6 separate regions of the Mus musculus genome follow, and all the other regions are linked to region 1. A link is a contact called in public Hi-C and promoter capture Hi-C data. All regions are on one chromosome and are shown on one strand. The core of a region is the stretch at or near the end of the contact, and the rest is flanking DNA. Distances in the headings are between cores, read along the strand shown.

Region 1 (2,850 bases), core at 182-2,681:
TGCATGTCCCTTGCAGTCAGAAGGGATGCAAAAGCAAACACACTAGAAGGCACGCGTCTCGGGAATTCCAGGGCCTGTGGGCAGAGACAGCCAAGGGAGGGCAGGGACCTGCACAAGAAGCACCTCAGGATGAGGGCGGGAGCAGCTTTTCTAGAGCCTTCTTCTGCTTCTCTGTTGCTGAGGCCAAGGCCTCGGCCAGCTTTTCCGAGGGCATCATGTTGAGTACCTTAAGGGCAAATAGAAGTTGATATTTGGCAGTGCTGACGAAGGCGTTGCTCAGAAAGTTAGGAAAGCCGCCTACTCGATCCTTCTGTGTGTACAGTGGGACCCGTACAAGGCCCAGGACCTGTGGGACAGAGGGCATGAGTGGGGCTGGGCTCTTCTTGTAGAGGCAGGACCCTGGCAGAGATGCCTGTCAGCCACCAGTTTGCCAAAGAAACAGGGGAGACCCAGGCAGGGTCTGGCCAGGCCAGGCTGGTGGCAGTAAAGTGCCTTCTCTCCAAGTTCCAAGGTCAATCCTATGCACTCCCCACCCTGTCTGGCAGCAACCCCCATGATCCCTGGTTTCACTCCATGCCCCTTAGACCACAGAATCTACAAATCCCCCAATTTCCTCTCAGGAGATAATCCCAAACACTGCATGCAACCCGGTCTTTTTGGTCTCAATTTCCCAAGCAGGCCCTGTTCATCCCTTCCAGTGACCCCAAGCCCCACTCCCAGGATTGACAATGGCAGACAAGGCAAATGAAAACAGCCCATGATCCAGATCCCAAGTCCCTTTTCCCACCCAGCATAGCCAGGGTGAGGACCCTGAGGGGTACTTGTTACCCAAGGTGCCTTCTGTGGTGCCAGAGCCAAACCTCAGGAGTGGGAATGGGGGCGGGCCCCAGGCAGTAGCCCCACCTCCAGACCGTGGTCCCGTGAGTGCACAGCGCTGATCTCCACAGCATGCAGTTGTTCCAATGTCAGCTGCCGTGCGTACAGATGTGCCACCACACGGTGTGGACCCTCAGTCAGGTGTGAACTCAGGTAATCAGCTTCGGTAAGGCGTAGGCCGCCCAGGCCCAGGCCCAGCACCCGATTCAAGCCATCCTCCAGCGACCAGAAGCGCCGGTCCACGAAACCCCCGGGAAAGCCTAGCAGCCCGTCGAAGCGCATCTGCATCTGCAAGGTAAGCTTGGTCAGGACGTGGGGTCCACTGGGCGTCCCAAGCCTGTATCCGCCCTGCTTGCCCGCCCAGCTCCTCACCAGCACTGAGAAACGCATGGGGATACGTCCGAAAAGCTGCCCGGGGTTGGCGGCGTATAGCATGGCGTGGCATGAATGACTCCAGCCGGGCCCCAAGCGCATTGCTTCCTCCCGACTGATCTGTTTCAGCTCCGGAACCGTCGTGGTCGACATCTTGATGTGCTCCAGGCCCACTGCCCAAACGAGCATGCGCGACCCCGCCCACAACACCAGACCCAATCCTCGTGCTTCCACGTGCATAAAGCCCGCCTCCACCAGTCCTGTGCTTCTGGGGTTGAACCCAGGAAAGACCCTGGCGGAGGCGGGGTGGGGTGGGGGTGGAGTTATGTAGTTCGCCACCCTCCAAGTTGCAGAGGAGACCCCACAACCACCAGAAAACTACAGCTACCAAGACGCACCGCACGGAGACCAGGTTGTCCTAAGCAGGTAGGTACACTGATTATCAAGACGTGTCAGTCTCCAGTCCCGAACATCCCTGAGAGGGCATCTGAAGTCTCAATATCCACCTCATCCATGAGGGGGCTGGTTTTCCCCTGAGCTTCACCCAGAGCTTGTGGCTCCACTGCCTATGAAATCATGCCTTAAAAAACTTAAATGTCTAAGTGACTCCAGCTCAAGTGACAGGGGACCTAAGCCTTACTTATGCTTTGCCCCTCTCTGGCACATTGATTAATGTTCAGTAAACATCACAGGAGTTGGGATGGGTATAAGAACTAGGACCACCTGCCCACCTAGAGGCTAAGATTCATCAATTGCCCAGTGGAGGTGAGCCAAATTCCAAGTCCAGTTTCAGACACAGCAAGCAACAAAATAGCAATAAACCATTGTCTATGTTTGGAGGGGGCACTCACTGCCCCTCTCACACAAGCAAATGAAGGCAGCAACAAAACCTGTCAGGAGTTCTGCCAGAAACCACTCTAGTGTCCTGTCACTACACCAAAAGCCAACAATGCTGCTGCCTACATAGTGCTGTGCCAGAACAAAGGCACACATAGAATATTGCTGCATGATTTTATTACTATAAATATACAGTAAAAATGAACCCAAACTAGCCAATCAGAGTACATCAGATGATAGTACATGTGAGTCTGAGACAGGTAAGTGTGTAGGCTGCACCCCATCTTTCAAAGTACTGGCACCAGTGCCACGGCCAGAGGCCAGGATGTTGGCAGGTGAGAAGTGGGGGAGTGAGCATGCACATGCTGACATGTGTGCACATATGTGCATTCAGCAAGAGAGAGAGATGGATGTGCAGAGCTGTGCTAGGAAGGAGCAGGGTTAGAGTCAGAGCTCGAGCAGCCCTGAGCCTAAAGGGGTCTCCATGCACTGCTACAGGCTGTCACCTGGGTGAGTGGCAGGGCAGTTCCTTAAGCTGAGGTCCCTCTACCAACCCACCAGGGAGCTGCACTGCCTGGGGCACCTCTGCTCTGGGGCCACTCATGGGCCACTTCTGCCTTGGAAACAAAGTATCACTAGGAGCCTGCTTCTAGGTGGGCTCTGACAGGAGCCTTAGACAATCAATCAGTAAGAAGCTTACAGGCCAGGTAACTGGCAACGGATCTGCTATGGAAGCTGCTCAGGCTCCTCCCTGGCAGGTGGTGG
Region 2 (2,850 bases), core at 101-2,600, 380 kb after region 1:
CAATGTTTTCTAATAATACCCAACAATTGTTATAAATAGAAGTATTTCAACTAAGAGGCTCGATTTGGGTGGAACCTTGGAAGGCAGCGAATGGGTCTGGGAAAGGCGCTGAGCTGGAGCGAGGACATTCCGAGGCAGGCGTGGGCTTCCTGAGCCTGGGGCCAAGCCCTCCAGGAGTCTGGGGAGGGCCGGGACCGGAAGGTGGGGGCGTGTCAGAGGACGGAAGCTCACCCCTAAAACGTCCCCTCCCTTGCCCCAGACCACCACTCCCCCCCCATTGTAGAGCGCGCCCTCTGGCGGTGGAGCAAGTTTTATCCCGCCTTCCCCATGAATGAGAAGCTGCAGCCCGCTGCGCGCGAAGTCGGAAAGTAAGGTAGTGAAAGAGGCAAGACAGGACCTGGCAGCCACCACCAGACCTCTAATGGATATTCGGACCGCGCTGGCAGCCTGCCTCAGGGCCGCTGCTGTTCTGGCTTGCCTCCGCCCTTCCCTTCCTTCCCACTTGCTCTCTCTTCCTATGGCAGCCCCAAACATCCGAGGTACCTTGCGCACCTGCCTGTACCCTTCGCAATCTAATTTCCTAGCACCAGTCAGAGTTTGGGCCAGGCAGCCACCTGGGTAAAGACGGAGGGAGGAGGCTGGCGGGTGGTCAGAGTCAGCCCCAAGTTACTTGTGGGAAACAGTGGCTATGACGCAAGTTTCCAGGGGGCCCGGGTCGGCTCGAAAGGGAGCGCGCCAGAGTGGCTCTGCTCCGCTCCGTGCAGTGGCAATTATGAAAATGCAAAAGCCTGAAGCACACACCCAAAAGAGCCTTCCCTTTGCTGCTGCAGCCCCGCCCAGCGCGTCCTCCAGGATAGCGGTGCGCAAAGACCCCGCACTGGGCAGTCCTCACCGGACCCTGGACTGCACAGACTGGGATCCCGTGCGGTGGGGCTGGCCTTTTTTTTTTTTTTTTTTTTTTTTTTTTTCTTTTTAGCTACGCTTGCCAACCTGTCAGCTGATGGACCTCATCACCCATAGTGGCGCATGTAGCTGGGCCGCTGTTCACTCCATTCACATCGTGTCCCCCCACAGCCAGCTGTCGACCCCTGATTCCTGATCCCAGGGTTAAGTCTGCAGACCCATGTAGTAGTCGGTCCCAAGGAGCTTGCGCCCTTCTCGCCCCAGCATCCAGTCGCCCTGGGGGGGGCGCTGCAAATAGTCCTTTGTTTACATGCAATTCCTTACTCCGCGGAAGGAGGCCGGGGAGTGCTGAGTTTTCACCAGCTGTTTCCCGCCTTGAAACAGACATCTGATCAGCTGCAAACACACACACACACACACACACACACACACACACACATACACACGCCCGGGGAGGCAGGCTGGAGAGACCTCCCGCCCGCCCCTCCCGCCCGCCTCCCTCCCCTCGCCGCTGCTGCTGCTGCCGCCAGCATCTGGGACCGGCCGATTCTGCACCTCCGTCCGGCGCTGCCCTTTGATTCGGATTTCCATCTTGCATTCTCCGGCTGACCGCGAGACCTGGCTCGTGCACAGGAGGGGGGCCTATCGCTATGGAGTATTTCATGGTGCCCACTCAGAAGGTGCCCTCTTTGCAACATTTCAGGAAAACAGAGAAAGAAGTGATAGGAGGGCTCTGTAGGTGTGTACTGCTCCTCCCCCCAACCCCTTCTTCCCATTGCAGCCCCCGGCCAGCCCGCCCGGGCGGGTGCGCGTGTGCGCACGCATGGCTCGCGCCTCCGAGCTCGCTCGCCTTTCTTAGCTACTGGGTCCGCTGCAGTCTCTGGAACCCTGCTTGCGTTGCCTAGGGACCCTCTTCCCTTGGAACGTGGGGACCCCGAGAGGTTCTGTCCACTTTTGTCCGCTGCAGGCGGGCGAGTCGCGACGTTTGTAAATTGCAAACAGACCCACGTGGTGCTGCAGCAGTCCCGGCCATGCTTGCTGCTGGTGGCTTTCACCCAGCGCTTCCTCCTCCCCCCGCCAGCTTTGGCTTCCTTCCTTTTCCTTGCTTACTCGCGCTTTCTGGGAACCCTCTTCTAAGGAGGTCGTTTTGGGGGGGGCCCGGAGTGTGCGAGAGGACAGCTACAATGCTGCCATGCCGCGGTTCCAGGCTGCGGGGAGGGGGGGCGGGGAGCCGGGTGGTGTGAACGTTTGCAGAGAACAGGGCTGCAGCAGGGTTGGGGGCGTGCTCGCTCGAGGTTGCGAGGCGTACGTGGACCTTTAGTGGCCATGCTTCAAGCAGGGAAGTTGCGGTCCCCCACACGTTGGCAGTCACTAGTCGCACGTTCTCCGCCCGCGCTCGGGTGCTGTTTACTAGCGAGGCCTGGACGTGACTCTGCAGCCCTCTTGGAGTAGGCGGGCCTCTGCGCGCACGACCTCACGGGAGCTGTAGTTCTCTATGCCGGGTCGGTGCTGCATTGTGGGACTTGTAGGCGCTTCGGGGCCACGCTTTACTTGCACAAAGCTCGGCCGTAACCAACTAGGTGGGCTAAGCAGGCCAGGTGGGGAGGCCTTTTGATGAGGGTGCGTCTTAGGTTGCTTCAGGGCTCTAGTCTACTTCCTGTTGCATATGGGTCTGCAAACTTTGCTGTCCCACTTCTGTTCCTCAGTCATAAATGCAAAGCGTTGAATCTCCTGGTCGGGTGGGTGGTCGGAGGTCTCTCTTGAGATACCCCTTAGTGAGCTTGATCCTACCTAGGTTGCCCCAGATCCACTCGCTACTAAATCGCGATTGACCAGTGGCCGAATCTCTCTTAAACTCTTGTTAAATCGTCATGTCTGAGATTTCTATTGCCGGCCCTGGTATCTGCTCATTGAACCCTACAAGCCGGCTGGGTCCGGGCGGGGATG
Region 3 (2,850 bases), core at 117-2,616, 340 kb after region 1:
TGTCTCCCTAGCCATGGCTCAACCCCACCTTCCTTCCTGGGTGCCAGGACAACAGGGAGACAGCCGTGCAGGGTGCCTGCCACCGAAGCCCAAGACGCAGGCCCTAGCCCTGGCCAGACCCATGGGAGCTCAAGTCTTGGTAGGGCCACTGGCTAGCCTGACTGCCCCCTTGGTGTCAAGCATTCCCTCTAGAGCCAAGATCTTGGGCCCTGATGGCTGGGGGCCCAGGGCTCCTCCCAGCATCCCTTCCAGCTTCCCAGGCCCCAGGGCAGGGCTGGGCAACTCCCTGCAACCAGTGCTTCCCCGCCACCCTCTGGCTGGGCTGGGCGGGCCCTCCTGGGTAGGCAGACAGGCAGCATGCTGCCCTGCTGTGGCCTGAGTATCCCACTGGGTAGGGCAGTGTGCCAAGGCGTCCAGGTGCCAGCCTGGATTCCAGCCCCATCCTAGGGGGCCTGCGGGGAGGTGCAAGCATCATCCTGGTAGGAGGGGGATGCACCTGCCTCGTCACCTCTTTTCCAGACCCATCCTGAGGATGCAATCACTCACCCTCTCCATCCAGCCAGGTCCCTCACCTGCTTCCATCCACCCTTCAGGAGTGGACCAAAGGCTACACAATATTCCAACTCCTAGTGCTGAATCAAGGGACGCCCCCCTCTCTGCCTCCCCCAAGGCTTGTTAAGGGTAGTGAGAGCAGGACTTTACCCAGAAAGGGAGGGTACCTTCCAAATAACCCGAGCTCACCGGTGAGCAAAGGTGGCTGCCAGATGCCCCATACAACTTCATGCCCAGGCTTCGGGTGGCCCCCTCTCACCTCGCAGAGCACCCCTACTGAAGACGCCCAACTTCCCCAGTGAAGTTTGCGCCCGCCCCGGGCCGGGCCACAGTTCAGCTCGGCCCCCAAACAGAAGGAGGGAAGGAAAGAGAAAAAAGACGGTGAAATCGAAGGACCCAGCCAGGGAGCCGGCGAGAAAGGGAGAGCGCAAAACCAACGAGCGCAGGGGCCTCAGCGAGGGCTCACAATGGCCCGGAGCAAGGCGCGGACGCGGGAGGGGGAGGCGACCCTCTGGTTACGCTGCCCCGCGCACCAGGCAAGTCCCTGGCCCAGCCCGCGTCCTCCCGGCGCGACGCCCGGGGGCTTCCTACCTCGGCTGCCGGGCTGACTGGCTCCGGCTGCGGGTTCCGGCGGTCCTGGGGCAGCGGGGAGCGGGCGAGGGGGAGGGCCGGGGCGGGCGGGGGCCGGGGCGCGAGGCTTACGGGGCACGGGCTCCCCTGGCGCCGCGCGGCACCCGGCCGCTCCGCCACATCTGCAGCTCGGGGCAGGGAAGGTGGCCGCGGCGGCCGGGCTGTGCGGGGATGTCTTTGCAAGGGAGGGAGGAGAGGAGAGGAGGGAGGGGGTGGGAGGAGGGACTGGCGGCCTTGGAGGAGGGCGAAGAGGAGGGGCGCGGGGGGCGGCCTCCCTCCCTCCCTCCCTCGCGGCTCGCTCGCTCGCTCCCGCCCTCCCTACAAACCCCTCTCACTACTGCGGCCCCAGGCCCGGAGCGCCAGCTGCCAGACGGAGCGTGCGCGGGGGGTGGAGGGTGGGGGTGGGGGGAGGCTGGGCCCGGGGAGGGGAGGAGAGCGGACGGCCGCAGGAGCGGGCACCGGAGGGAAGGGGGAGCGAAGGAGGGAGCCCCGCCACGGCAGAGACGCGCGTCCTCCTCGACTCCCCCCCCCCCCATCCCCGCCTGCCGCGGTCCCGCCCCCAGCCCGAGGGCAGCGCTAGGACAAGGCCTGGGGGGCGGGGGGCAGGGCGAGATATCCCGCCCCTGGGGGAAGCCTGGGAGAGGGGCGGGCGAACCGGCCAGGAGGAAAAGCCCCAAGGACCGGGAAGATGGAGGCGGCCGCAGCGGGCGAGGGGCGGGGACCCTCGCCTCCCCCTGCGGGGTCACCTTGGCCAGGGCCCCCGCGGCCCTTGGCTGCCGCGGAGGTGATAGAAATGCCTCTTGGAAGGCCCTGATTTCCCCGCCCAGTCCAGATCCAGGACCGCGCAGGCAAAGGCCTTTCAATTCCGACAGGTTCGAGGCCACGCTTCTCTCTTCCAGCTTTGCCTTGTCTTCAGCCTCAGTTGCCCTCCTGGTGAAATAAGCACAAGGCCTGGCACAACCAATCCAGGATTCCGTTATCTTGGTGACATCCGCCTGGACAACCTGGGTCCCCTAATCTGAGCGCCGCCGGGGTCATCGCACTTGGCGTCAGTAAGTTCAATGAGTTGGTCACTGAAAAGTGGATGTAAGTCAGTAACGCTTGCACACCGCAGCCAAGCTGTTTCCCACCTTTTCCTGGGAAGCTCAGACTTGGCGTTCTTTAGTGTTTTCTTTGGGCGAGTCTTGAGTCCACGCCTAATATCTTTTTACCTGTCTGGTGACAAATCTCAGTTCAAAAAGACAGCCCTCCTGATCCGAAGTTGGACTTGAACTCAGGAAACGAAAAGGCACTTCAAAGTCAGCATCACCAGTAGGTGAAGTACTGACTCCGGGTTGGAAATCTGTTATTCGGGCATTTGATGCCTCGGTCTGCGCCAGAGCCACATCAAGACATGAATCTTGATCATGGGGCATCCCCATTCCCAGGCACTGCTCTTGGCACACGCTCCTGGTCTGGTGCGAAGGTAGGCACATAATTGGTGCTCCTGATGTGGTGATCAAATGGATACGTAGTCAGTGCTCTTAACTGATTATGTAGTCATGATGGGTGCTTCGGTTTGAACGAAGACACATATTAGATTCTTATGATCTTTTAATACATGAAAGGGATTTAGGAAGAGGTCGGTTCACCAGGAGTAAGGCGGGGATAATGCCCCCCCACCCCCAT
Region 4 (2,850 bases), core at 99-2,598, 310 kb after region 1:
GGCCATTCACCAAACATACATGAGTACCCATGCCAGGCAGCCGTCCCGGTGCTTGATAGCTAGGAGTAAAGGCATAAATGTCCTGCTCACTGTGAGTGCCTACTCTAGTAGGAGACATAGCAATGATAATAAATGTTAAAAAAAAAAAGAAGAATTATGTCATAGAGCAGTGTCTCTCATCCTTCCTAATGCTGCAGCCCTTTGATACAGTTCCTCATGTTGTGAACCCCAATCATAAAAAATACTTTCATTGCTACTTCATAACTGTAGTTTTGGTACTGTTATATATCACAATGTAAATATTTCTGGAGGTAGAAATTTGCCAAAGGAGTTAAGATGCACAAATTGAGAACTAAGGGGAAAAAAGGAAGCATGAAATGATAATGGAGTCACAAGACCATGTGTTGTTCCGATTCTGAGTCTGTGGACTGTTGAGGAGAAACCCAGACACAAAGTACAGATGAGTAGATTTCAAAGTAGGGACGTGCGTGGCTGCTGGGCAAGAACTGGTCTGATCTGGATGTTGGTCATGGCAAAACTGAACTGTACACTCCAAAAGGTGGAACTGCTTGGTGTGTGAATTACGGCTGTCTTGATGGAACTGTCCCAACACACAGACACACAGACCAGAGAAGGTCTTGTGAGGACTTGACGAGAAGCCTTTGCAAACCAAGCAAAGAAGCTTGACTAGAGACCAAACCTGGCATAAAGATTCCAGAAGCAGCTGGGCAGTGGTGGCGCACGCCTTTTGATACCAGCACTCAGGAGGCAGAGACAGGCAGAATGCAATGAATTCAAGGCCAGCCTGGTCTACAGAGTGAGTTCCAGGACAGCCAGAGTTACACAGAGAAACCCTGTCTCAAAAAAAACAAAACAAACAAAAATCAGAAAAGAATAAACTAAGCATCTGATGTTTAAAGGACACCTCAGACCTTTGAAATCAGGACAGCGTGCTGGGCATGCCACTGTAGTAGGGGACTTGGTGGCCCTCACTGAGGAGATGGCATTAGATTACAAAGTTGACTGAACATGGGCAGAAACAGTTCCTCAGGCGTCTAGGAAAGAGCTTCACCAGAAGGGGCAATGTGAAATAAATCCTATTTTGAAATACCTGGTTCTCTTAAATATTCTAGCGATTTTAACATCCAACCCTATTATACTCTGGTTTATTTCATATGATAGCTTCTTCCTAAGTGTTTTGGGAAAATGAAGGGAAGGCCACCAAACTGCACCAAGTCTGGGGCCGCCCACTGGTCCTCTGGCCCCGAGGCAGGCTCCGCCCACATGCGCGGTGCCGCGAGAGTCACGCCTCTGGAAACGCGTCGCGTCCTTGCGCACGCGCTCTCCGGTCTCCCTTGACCTCTGACCCACCAGCAACCCTTGAGCTGGTCCCACTGGGTCGGGAAGCGGCACCCGTCCCCCTAAAGTGGAGCGTCCGCCATGGTGAGGCCCGGGATGGGGTGTTCGGGAAGGGAGGTCAAATCGGAGTCCAGCAGCGGGCTCTGGTCCTGATGCCGTGAGCCCCCCGGGTTCCTCACAGGAAGCAGAGTCTGTAGCGTGGCGCCCGGTCGGTCGTTGGTGCCCGGGCAGTGACGACCGCGGACCGGGGAATCGAGGCTCGGTTGGCGGAAAGCTCCCGGCCAATCCCGGCCTGTGCGTTCCCTGCCTCGGCGTGCGCGGTCCGCTGTGGGCAGTGGGAGGAGACGGTCGTTGACTGGGCCGGCTCCTGAGTGGCAGGACTCGGCGATATTGGTGTTGTGTCGCTTGGCTTTTAACCGCGTTTGACAGTTGGCTCATCCAAGGAAGTGGTAGACCTGAGACTTGCTAGAATTGAAACCAGAAAGGCTGAGCGTTTTGGCACCATTGGCACCTGAAAGTTGCCCGCAGGTTCTTGAGATTTGCCCCTAAGTGATTGGAAGGTTAGGGAAGCCTATTTATCTGTTTGTTTGAGACTAAGTACCACTATGTATATAGATAGTGTGGCTCGCCCGGAACGCCCTATGTGCTCAAGCTGGCTTTAAACTCACTGAGATCCTTTTGTCTCTGCCTCTGGCTCCCAAGGGCTGGCAGTAAAGGTGTGCGCCATCTCACCCAGCTGGGAGCATCTTCCTTGACCATGGGAAAGTAGGTAGTAGTTAACCGCTCACAATGCGTTGTCTGGAGCTGAAGCTTTATGTAGATTGTCATTTAAGCCTTCTCAATCGTCCCCATTTTAATTTAAGGGATTTGAAGCTCAGAGAATTTGACTTTTCCAAGCTCATCTTTCCCACAAGAGTCAGTTTGGCCCCAGCTTTGTTCGTGTTCTGTTCTGAGACTAAACATTTGCCACTATATTATTCCTTGTAATTAGGTCGCTGCCATTTAGTAAGAACCTTTGTTGGTTCCTCGTGGAACTCGGTCTTTAGCGTGCATTCTCCACATTCCACCTTGAACTTACCTCAGCTGCTCGTGTAAGGCTTATACTTGTAAACCCAGCACTTGAAAGGCTGGGCCAGGAAGATCAGGAATTTGTGAGTTCCAGGGCAACTTTAGTACATAGGGCTGAGAGTATAGCTCAGTGTTGCAGTGCTTGCCCACCACAGGTAAAAGGCCTTAAATCCATCCCCAGATGGATTTCTCATCCAAAAGAGGATGAGAAAGTACTGTTGGAAGGTGAGGTAAGAGGAGCCTAGAAGATTACCCCTGGGAGTCCGATTATGTCTAATTTTGTCAGGTCCTTAGGAATGGCCCAGGTTTGGGTTGGGGTACTGTCATGCTTTATAACTCAAACCCTCCTGCCTCCGCTTCCCAAGGACACTACTACCACCATGCCTTGGCAGTGTTGAGTCTCTGACAGTGTCTAGATAGGAA
Region 5 (2,850 bases), core at 156-2,655, 290 kb before region 1:
CTGTCAACTTCACAATCCGAATCCTATCATTCTGCAAGAGTTCATCTCGAGGTTTGGAGTCTGCAAATGCAAATGAGCCCTTTCAGGTATCAGAAATAGCCAGTTACAGTCAGCTGGGTGTGTTCCTTCACATCTGTAATTCCAGTACTTGGAAGGATAAGGCAGGATAAAGTGTTCAAAGCCAGCATGTGCTACAAAGCATGCCCATCTCAAGTAAACAAGGTGGAAGGAAAATAACACCTATCAAAACCTCACAGGTCCCCAGTACCCAGAATAGAAAATGAGGTCACTTTGTGTTCTTCTATAGAATACCCTCGAAGGGCATTCATCATACCTACTTAATTTAACCTGATGACTGGCATGCAATAGGGACCCAATTTAACTGATAAAGAGTAGAACTCCTGGATGGCAGTCTGCCCTAGGATAGCACTCCACACGGGGACCAATAAGGGCTATTTCCACTTTCCCTTAGATAGAGCTGGGCCACCCCCAAGTTCGCAGATCCAATTTGAGGTGCCCAGCACGTGTTCGAGGATAGTTATGAATGTCCCCAACATGCTAGCAGATTTCATATGACTGTGTCAAAAGGTTGGATACCTGAGGGGCTACTAAAGTGCATGCCTTTAATCCCAACACTCTAAAGGCAGTAGCAAGTGGATCTCTGTGAGTTCAAGGACACTCTGGCCTACATAGTGAGATCCAAACCAGCTAGAGGCTGCATAGTAAGAGTGAACCCCTGAAAAATCATCCACGTGGACATGATGAGGGAGTGGACACCTCTGCCTACACCTTAGGGGACAAGAGAACCATCCACAGCAAGAAAAGCTCTGCGGCTGGACAAGGGATGTGAAGAAACATTCAGCCTGCCAACTCAGTGACAAAGGCAGCATGAGGAAGTGGTGACCAGCACTAAGGTCTCACACACCAGGGTTGCAGCCTGTCTGTGCACTACCTAAACAAAGCAAGTGACAGACACTTTTGCAACCGATCTATTTGTAGTCCTCACGTATGGTAAACGGCGACTGACGCCCGCTGCTCCCAGACACCAGAAAACAGCGGTCCAGACCAGAACAGGCAGGAGAGGAGCACAGCTGCTCCCGCCTCTGTCCCAAAACAGGGAGAGTCAAGGCTCCTGATTGAGCCTCCCTCTCAGGTCCCCGCCACTCACTGTAGAACCCCAGCAGCGTCACCGAAAAGCCGCTCTGGGCCAATGACAGCGCGTGGTACTGCATGCGGGGGCTGCGGCCCACGTCGCCCAGCACCACGACGACCATGTGCCGGGCCCTGCCCGTTTGCCGCCCACGCTTCCACAAGCCCAGCAGCAGCACCAGCAACAGCAGCGCCAGAACCAGCAGCGCCACGCAGGACGCTGCCATCTTGGCCGGCCGGCGCCGAGCACGTGACCGGGCCCGGAAGCCTCGCTATGCGCAAGCGCACACCCCAGACCCTGCCCAGGGGGAGGTGATTATGAAATCGCCTCTTTACGAAGGAGGAGGCGGAGCCTTGGATAAGGCGAGGTCTGGGAGAAAAGGAAAGAGAATTTGGAAGATGGGGGCGGGCTCTGAACGGGGGGGCGGGGCCTGGAAAGGGTAGGAGGCCTTTGAAGAGTTACTTAAGGAGCCCAAGAATGGACTTAGCCATGCCAAGTTCTCTGAAGTGTGTTTTCCCCTGTGAAAGTAAAGCTGTACCTTTATTGGAGTCTAAGAACTTCTTTTAAAGACCGCTAAGATAAATTTCAAACTATAATAATGATGATAATGATTACCTGCTGCTAGAGTACACTTCTCAGCTTCCCTTACGGACTGTGAAGTCATTTCTACCCCTATAGGAGGCCATATCTCATCTTCTGTGAGTATCTTAGCCATCTACACAAAAATGTACCCTCACCGTACATGAACTTGTCTCGGCTATGATCAGACCCAGCCTCTTTTATCTACTCTCTCAGTAGCTGCCTTTAATAATCTAACAAGAGAGATTAAATTTTAGATGAGAGGCTGATGAGTTTTCTTCAGGTAAAGGTGTTTGATGCTAAAGTAGGGTACCATCTCAGGAAGGAGAGAATCAACTCTCTACATCCTCTGACTTCCACGCTCCTGCTGTGACACACACAGCACCTCCCTTGTACACTAAATAAATAAAAACAATTTGGATGAATTTCCTAGTTTTGTTGAGGAAAGAGGCCATTCCCTGAGAAGTGAATGTATAAACAAGATCATGGCTACACATGGAAACCGATCTTTGTTGGTAGAAGGCAAGAGACCATAGGGCCTCTGGCTCTTTAGCAGAGGTGCCTTCCAGTGAGAAAATTTATTAAGCAAAATGTTTATCTCTTCATTTGTTAAGATGCATGCACATTGAATACAACAATTCAAATACAAAAGAGAGGAAGCAGGCATAGTATAGCCTGTAATTCTGGCACTGTGGAGGAGAAGCCAAGGTCATCCTCGACTCCATAGAGAGTTCAAGACCTGCCTGGGCAGCTTATGACAAGAACTCAAAAAAATAAGGGGCTGGATAAATGACTCAGCAGTTAAGAGCTCTTACTTGCAATCATGACAGGAGTTCAAATCCTGACACCCATGTAACAAGCTGGATGTCACCACAAAACCTATAATCTCAGCTGTGAGGGGCAGAAACAGAAAGCTCACTAAAGCTTGTTGGCTTTCAGCTTATAAGGAGAAAAAGGAGACTCAAGTTTAGGGAGAGACGAATAGACAATGGGTTATAGAGAAAGAAAGGAAGGGAAAGAAGGAAGGGAGGGAGGAAGGGAGGGAGGGAGGGAAGAAGGAAGGAAGGAAGGAAGGAAGGAAGGAAGGAAGGAAGGAAGGAAGGAAGGGAGAACTTTTTAAG
Region 6 (2,850 bases), core at 243-2,742, 260 kb after region 1:
CACAGTTGACTACCCCAACCAATGGGAGCAGGATAAGTGTACAACAAAGACATGTTCCTAAGGAAATCTTCCTGTCTTTAAATCCCGATTGATGAAATAACTTGGCACAAATGTTTGTAGATCTTGGGCTTAAAAGCCCTGTAGGATCTTAGTTCAGGGTAGTGGCTCAGTTCTGAAATCCTGACCATGGCCCTGGTCGACCAATCCTGGAGCATATGATCAATAAACCATCCTGGTCTGACCGAGATCAATGTCTGTGTGATTTGTGAGGCAATTCCTGGACCCCAACATTGTGTGCACACAGATGAGTAGGCAGGGATAGACAGGTGAACAAAAGTAAATGTCCCAGCAGTCAAGAGTACTTGTTTCTCCTTATTTTCGAAGAAGACCCAAGTCTGATTCCCAGCACCCATGTGGCAGTTTAAGACACTTCACAAGGCCAGGGGATCCAACAAGTCTAACCAAGAGCAAGCATAATTACCCACTGAGCCATTTTCCCAACCCTGCCTTCTTTCTCCCTTTTCTTTTCTTTTCTTTCTTTTTTCTTTTTCTTTTTTTTCTTTTTGGGCAGGTTCTCACTATATAGTCCCGAACTATGTAAACCAAGCTGACCTTGAACTTCTGATCTTCCTCCTGAATGCTGGGACTATAGGACTATGTCACTGTGCTGGGGATGGCACCCAGGGCTTCATACATGCCTGGCAAACACTCTACCAACTGAGCTACAATCCACAGCTAAAATCATTTTTAAGGGAAAATTGATGCTCACAGATATTGAGAATAAAGCTATATATCACTTGGTCATTATCATCATACACTCTAGTATGAAAAAAATTGCATTATAAAATGTGTATTTTTGGCTGGGCAGTGATGGTGCACATCTTTAGTCCCAGGACTTGGGAGGAAGAGGCAGGGGGATTTCTGAGTTTGAGGCCAGCCTGGTCTACAGAGTGAATTCTAGGACAGCCAGGACTACACAGAGAAACCCTGTCTCAAAATAAATAAATAAATAAATAAACAAAAATAAAATAAAATAAAAATAAAACTCAAAACAAAGGGGTAGAAAGGGAGGGAAGGGGAGACAAGAGGTGGGAGGGAGGGAGGGAGAGAGAGAGAGATTGAGAGAGAGAAAGATTGAGTCTCAGTGGTTCTTATCTTTTATGGGTCGCGGGGATTATTCCCAGTTTTAGTCTAGTTAATTCTGTCCTGCTATTTCTCAGGTCATTGTAAAACCTCAGGGACCAGTATTGCAAGTCTAATCCTGCAGCAATTGAAGTGTGGTTCCTTCGGTAGGACAGCTGCGGCTCACATGACCTCCGACCAGTGCAGTAGTCCCCCAGGCATCAGGGCGTGACTTCTCAGGTCGTCCTGGCCTCTGAAGAAGGCGGGGCTGAAGGCCGTCGCGCTGAAGAAGGGTGACGTGGGGGCGTGCCTAGGCAGGCCGCAGGAGCTTCCGATTGGTTGTCATCAATAAGGGCGTGGCACCAGGCTGCAGGCTGCTGAGGCGGCAGGCTGCAAGAGTCCAGGGCGGCTTCTCTTCATTCACCTAGTACCTGACGACCCTCGTTCTCCAGCCTGAGCTTGCTCTGTCCCAGCTGCCATGAGTCGCTTCAAGGTGTCCAAGTTTCGGCATATGGAGGCCCGGCCGTCCCGCCGAGAGGTGAGCCCGGCCAGTGGACCCCACTCCCTGGCTTCTGGTCCCGGAGGACTGCCATTCCCAGTGCCTGCCTGTGCAGTGCACACTCTGGGTTGTGAAGACCCTCACCCCACCTCGCCCCATCTGTCCACCCGGAACTTCTCCCTTTAGATGAACCCTAGAGTTCAGGCCGCCCCTTCACTGCTCAGAGGACAGAGTCCGGAGGTCTGATGACGCGCCCTAGTAGTTGGGTGATCCCGGAGGTCGGCCTGGCCGGTTCGCCTCCCCCTGTTACCCCAGGAGGCCTCGCAGCACTCCCAGACGCGAACAGGCCTCTGTTTCCGGTCGGCCTTGCTGGGAACCTGGCTGGGAAACTGTCGACGCCGGTCTCCCCCTTCCAGCAGTCTAGGATCACCCCTGCTCCGGGCCGGCCGGGCTGTGGGAGAGATGCATCTCTTTCTTGTGGTCTCAGTGAGAGGGAAGGTATCATCTGGAGAGGGAGCCCCTGGGGCCAGGCAGGCTTCCTCCCTCGAGTTTCTGCCACTCTTCCTTGTCTACTGGTGCAAGCTCTTCCTTTACTGGGGTGATGATACTAGCGGTTGTTGGGGCCTGGAGAAGCCTAGAGCAGGTGGATCCCAGATGGAGTGTCAAGAAGGACACTCCACTCGGTGAGGCACTGGCCTTTCTCCCCCTGTGTTATTTGGACCTCTAGTGTCCCAAAGCAAGTTAGGACAACCGTGCTCCATTTTCATTCTCTGGACAGTTAGCCTTTCTGTACCTATTGTGTGCTGCTCAGCTCTCTAAAACAGTGAACATTGTGACATTTCCCCTTCTCTGTGGAACTTAACAGCCTCTGGTCAGCAAGCACAATATAAATCCACTGAAGAATCAGAACACCCGGGGGTATGTGGTGGGCTGTGATGTAAAGAAGTGAAGTAGAGTTGAACGTAATAGTATTGTGGAGGACAGTGCCCAGGTGGGTGGATTTCAACAGAGGCCAGAAGGGTGAGAAGAAAAAAAGCCAGTAAAGAAAAAGAAAGTGGCCGGGCGGTGGTGGTGCAGGCCTTTAATCCTAGCACTTGGCAGGCAGATTTCTGAGTTCGAGGCCAGCCTGGTCTACAGAGTGAGTTCCAGGGCAGCCAGGGCTACACAGAGAATCCCTGACTCGAAAAACCAAAAAAAGAAAAAAGAAAAAAAGAAAGTGAACCCAGGGT

Evidence for each region. Promoter capture Hi-C pulls out the DNA fragments that hold promoters and counts their contacts. A called contact is a pair of places that touch in the nucleus more often than the background predicts. Capture Hi-C pulls out chosen DNA fragments and counts their contacts.
Region 2: a promoter capture Hi-C map of liver shows a contact between it and region 1, with 4 times the contacts expected there. The contact joins the promoter of Tfap4 here to the promoter of Nudt16l1 in region 1. A contact is called at or near these places in 3 of 39 promoter capture datasets (liver, neutrophils and pre-B cells), 1 of 115 datasets of contacts at active chromatin or transcription factors (embryonic stem cells) and 2 of 9 other capture datasets (adipose tissue and liver).
Region 3: a contact with region 1 is called in a promoter capture Hi-C map of neutrophils, with 2.2 times the contacts expected there. The contact joins the promoter of Glis2 here to the promoter of Nudt16l1 in region 1. A contact is called at or near these places in 5 of 39 promoter capture datasets (the C10 cell line, cranial neural crest, frontonasal cranial neural crest and 2 more), 1 of 115 datasets of contacts at active chromatin or transcription factors (pancreatic cancer cells) and 2 of 9 other capture datasets (adipose tissue and pancreatic islet).
Region 4: a contact with region 1 is called in a promoter capture Hi-C map of pre-B cells, with 5 times the contacts expected there. The contact joins the promoter of Pam16 here to the promoter of Nudt16l1 in region 1. A contact is called at or near these places in 11 of 39 promoter capture datasets (the 3T3-L1 cell line, the C10 cell line, cranial neural crest and 6 more), 1 of 15 datasets of contacts at CTCF or cohesin (large pre-B cells), 1 of 484 Hi-C or Micro-C datasets (embryonic stem cells), 4 of 115 datasets of contacts at active chromatin or transcription factors (bone marrow-derived macrophages, effector CD8 T cells, large pre-B cells and 1 more) and 4 of 9 other capture datasets (adipose tissue, liver, macrophages and 1 more).
Region 5: a contact with region 1 is called in a Hi-C map of CD8 T cells, with 3 times the contacts expected there. The contact joins the promoter of Alg1 here to the promoter of Nudt16l1 in region 1. A contact is called at or near these places in 2 of 39 promoter capture datasets (cranial neural crest and pre-B cells), 3 of 484 Hi-C or Micro-C datasets (CD4 T cells, CD8 T cells and regulatory T cells), 2 of 115 datasets of contacts at active chromatin or transcription factors (microglia and pancreatic cancer cells) and 3 of 9 other capture datasets (adipose tissue, liver and pancreatic islet).
Region 6: a contact with region 1 is called in a promoter capture Hi-C map of adipose tissue. The contact joins the promoter of Coro7 here to the promoter of Nudt16l1 in region 1. A contact is called at or near these places in 12 of 39 promoter capture datasets (the 3T3-L1 cell line, the C10 cell line, HPC-7-derived erythroid cells and 8 more), 4 of 484 Hi-C or Micro-C datasets (CD4 T cells, CD8 T cells, nephron progenitors and 1 more), 10 of 115 datasets of contacts at active chromatin or transcription factors (the 230-238 cell line, the SCID.adh cell line, bone marrow-derived macrophages and 7 more) and 4 of 9 other capture datasets (adipose tissue, liver, macrophages and 1 more).

The regions. Positions count from the first base shown.
Region 1 is chr16:4,937,692-4,940,541 of GRCm38.p6, reverse strand. It overlaps Nudt16l1 (nudix (nucleoside diphosphate linked moiety X)-type motif 16-like 1), which reads right to left and starts at 1,431. Exons shown (of 3, transcript NM_025839.4): 1 at 1,249-1,431; 2 at 904-1,164; 3 at 1-346. The coding sequence starts at 1,401. The coding sequence ends at 125. Mgrn1 (mahogunin, ring finger 1) reads right to left here. Exons shown (of 17, transcript NM_029657.4): 17 at 2,246-2,850. Gm16861 (predicted gene, 16861) reads left to right here and starts at 957. Exons shown (of 3, transcript NR_037666.1): 1 at 957-1,171; 2 at 1,378-1,674.
Region 2 is chr16:4,558,220-4,561,069 of GRCm38.p6, reverse strand. It overlaps Tfap4 (transcription factor AP4), which reads left to right and starts at 1,350. Exons shown (of 7, transcript NM_031182.2): 1 at 1,350-1,642. The coding sequence starts at 1,554.
Region 3 is chr16:4,593,229-4,596,078 of GRCm38.p6, reverse strand. It overlaps Glis2 (GLIS family zinc finger 2), which reads right to left and starts at 1,366. Exons shown (of 7, transcript NM_031184.3): 1 at 1,144-1,366. It overlaps D330022H12Rik (a long non-coding RNA gene), which reads left to right and starts at 1,824. Exons shown (of 2, transcript XR_875867.3): 1 at 1,824-2,647.
Region 4 is chr16:4,623,444-4,626,293 of GRCm38.p6, reverse strand. Pam16 (presequence translocase-asssociated motor 16 homolog (S. cerevisiae)) reads left to right here and starts at 1,348. Exons shown (of 5, transcript NM_025571.1): 1 at 1,348-1,443. The coding sequence starts at 1,441. It also overlaps a transcript of Glis2 not described here.
Region 5 is chr16:5,232,176-5,235,025 of GRCm38.p6, reverse strand. Alg1 (asparagine-linked glycosylation 1 (beta-1,4-mannosyltransferase)) reads right to left here and starts at 1,405. Exons shown (of 13, transcript NM_145362.2): 1 at 1,169-1,405; 2 at 1-60. The coding sequence starts at 1,376.
Region 6 is chr16:4,678,362-4,681,211 of GRCm38.p6, reverse strand. It overlaps Coro7 (coronin 7), which reads left to right and starts at 1,492. Exons shown (of 28, transcript NM_030205.4): 1 at 1,492-1,660. The coding sequence starts at 1,601.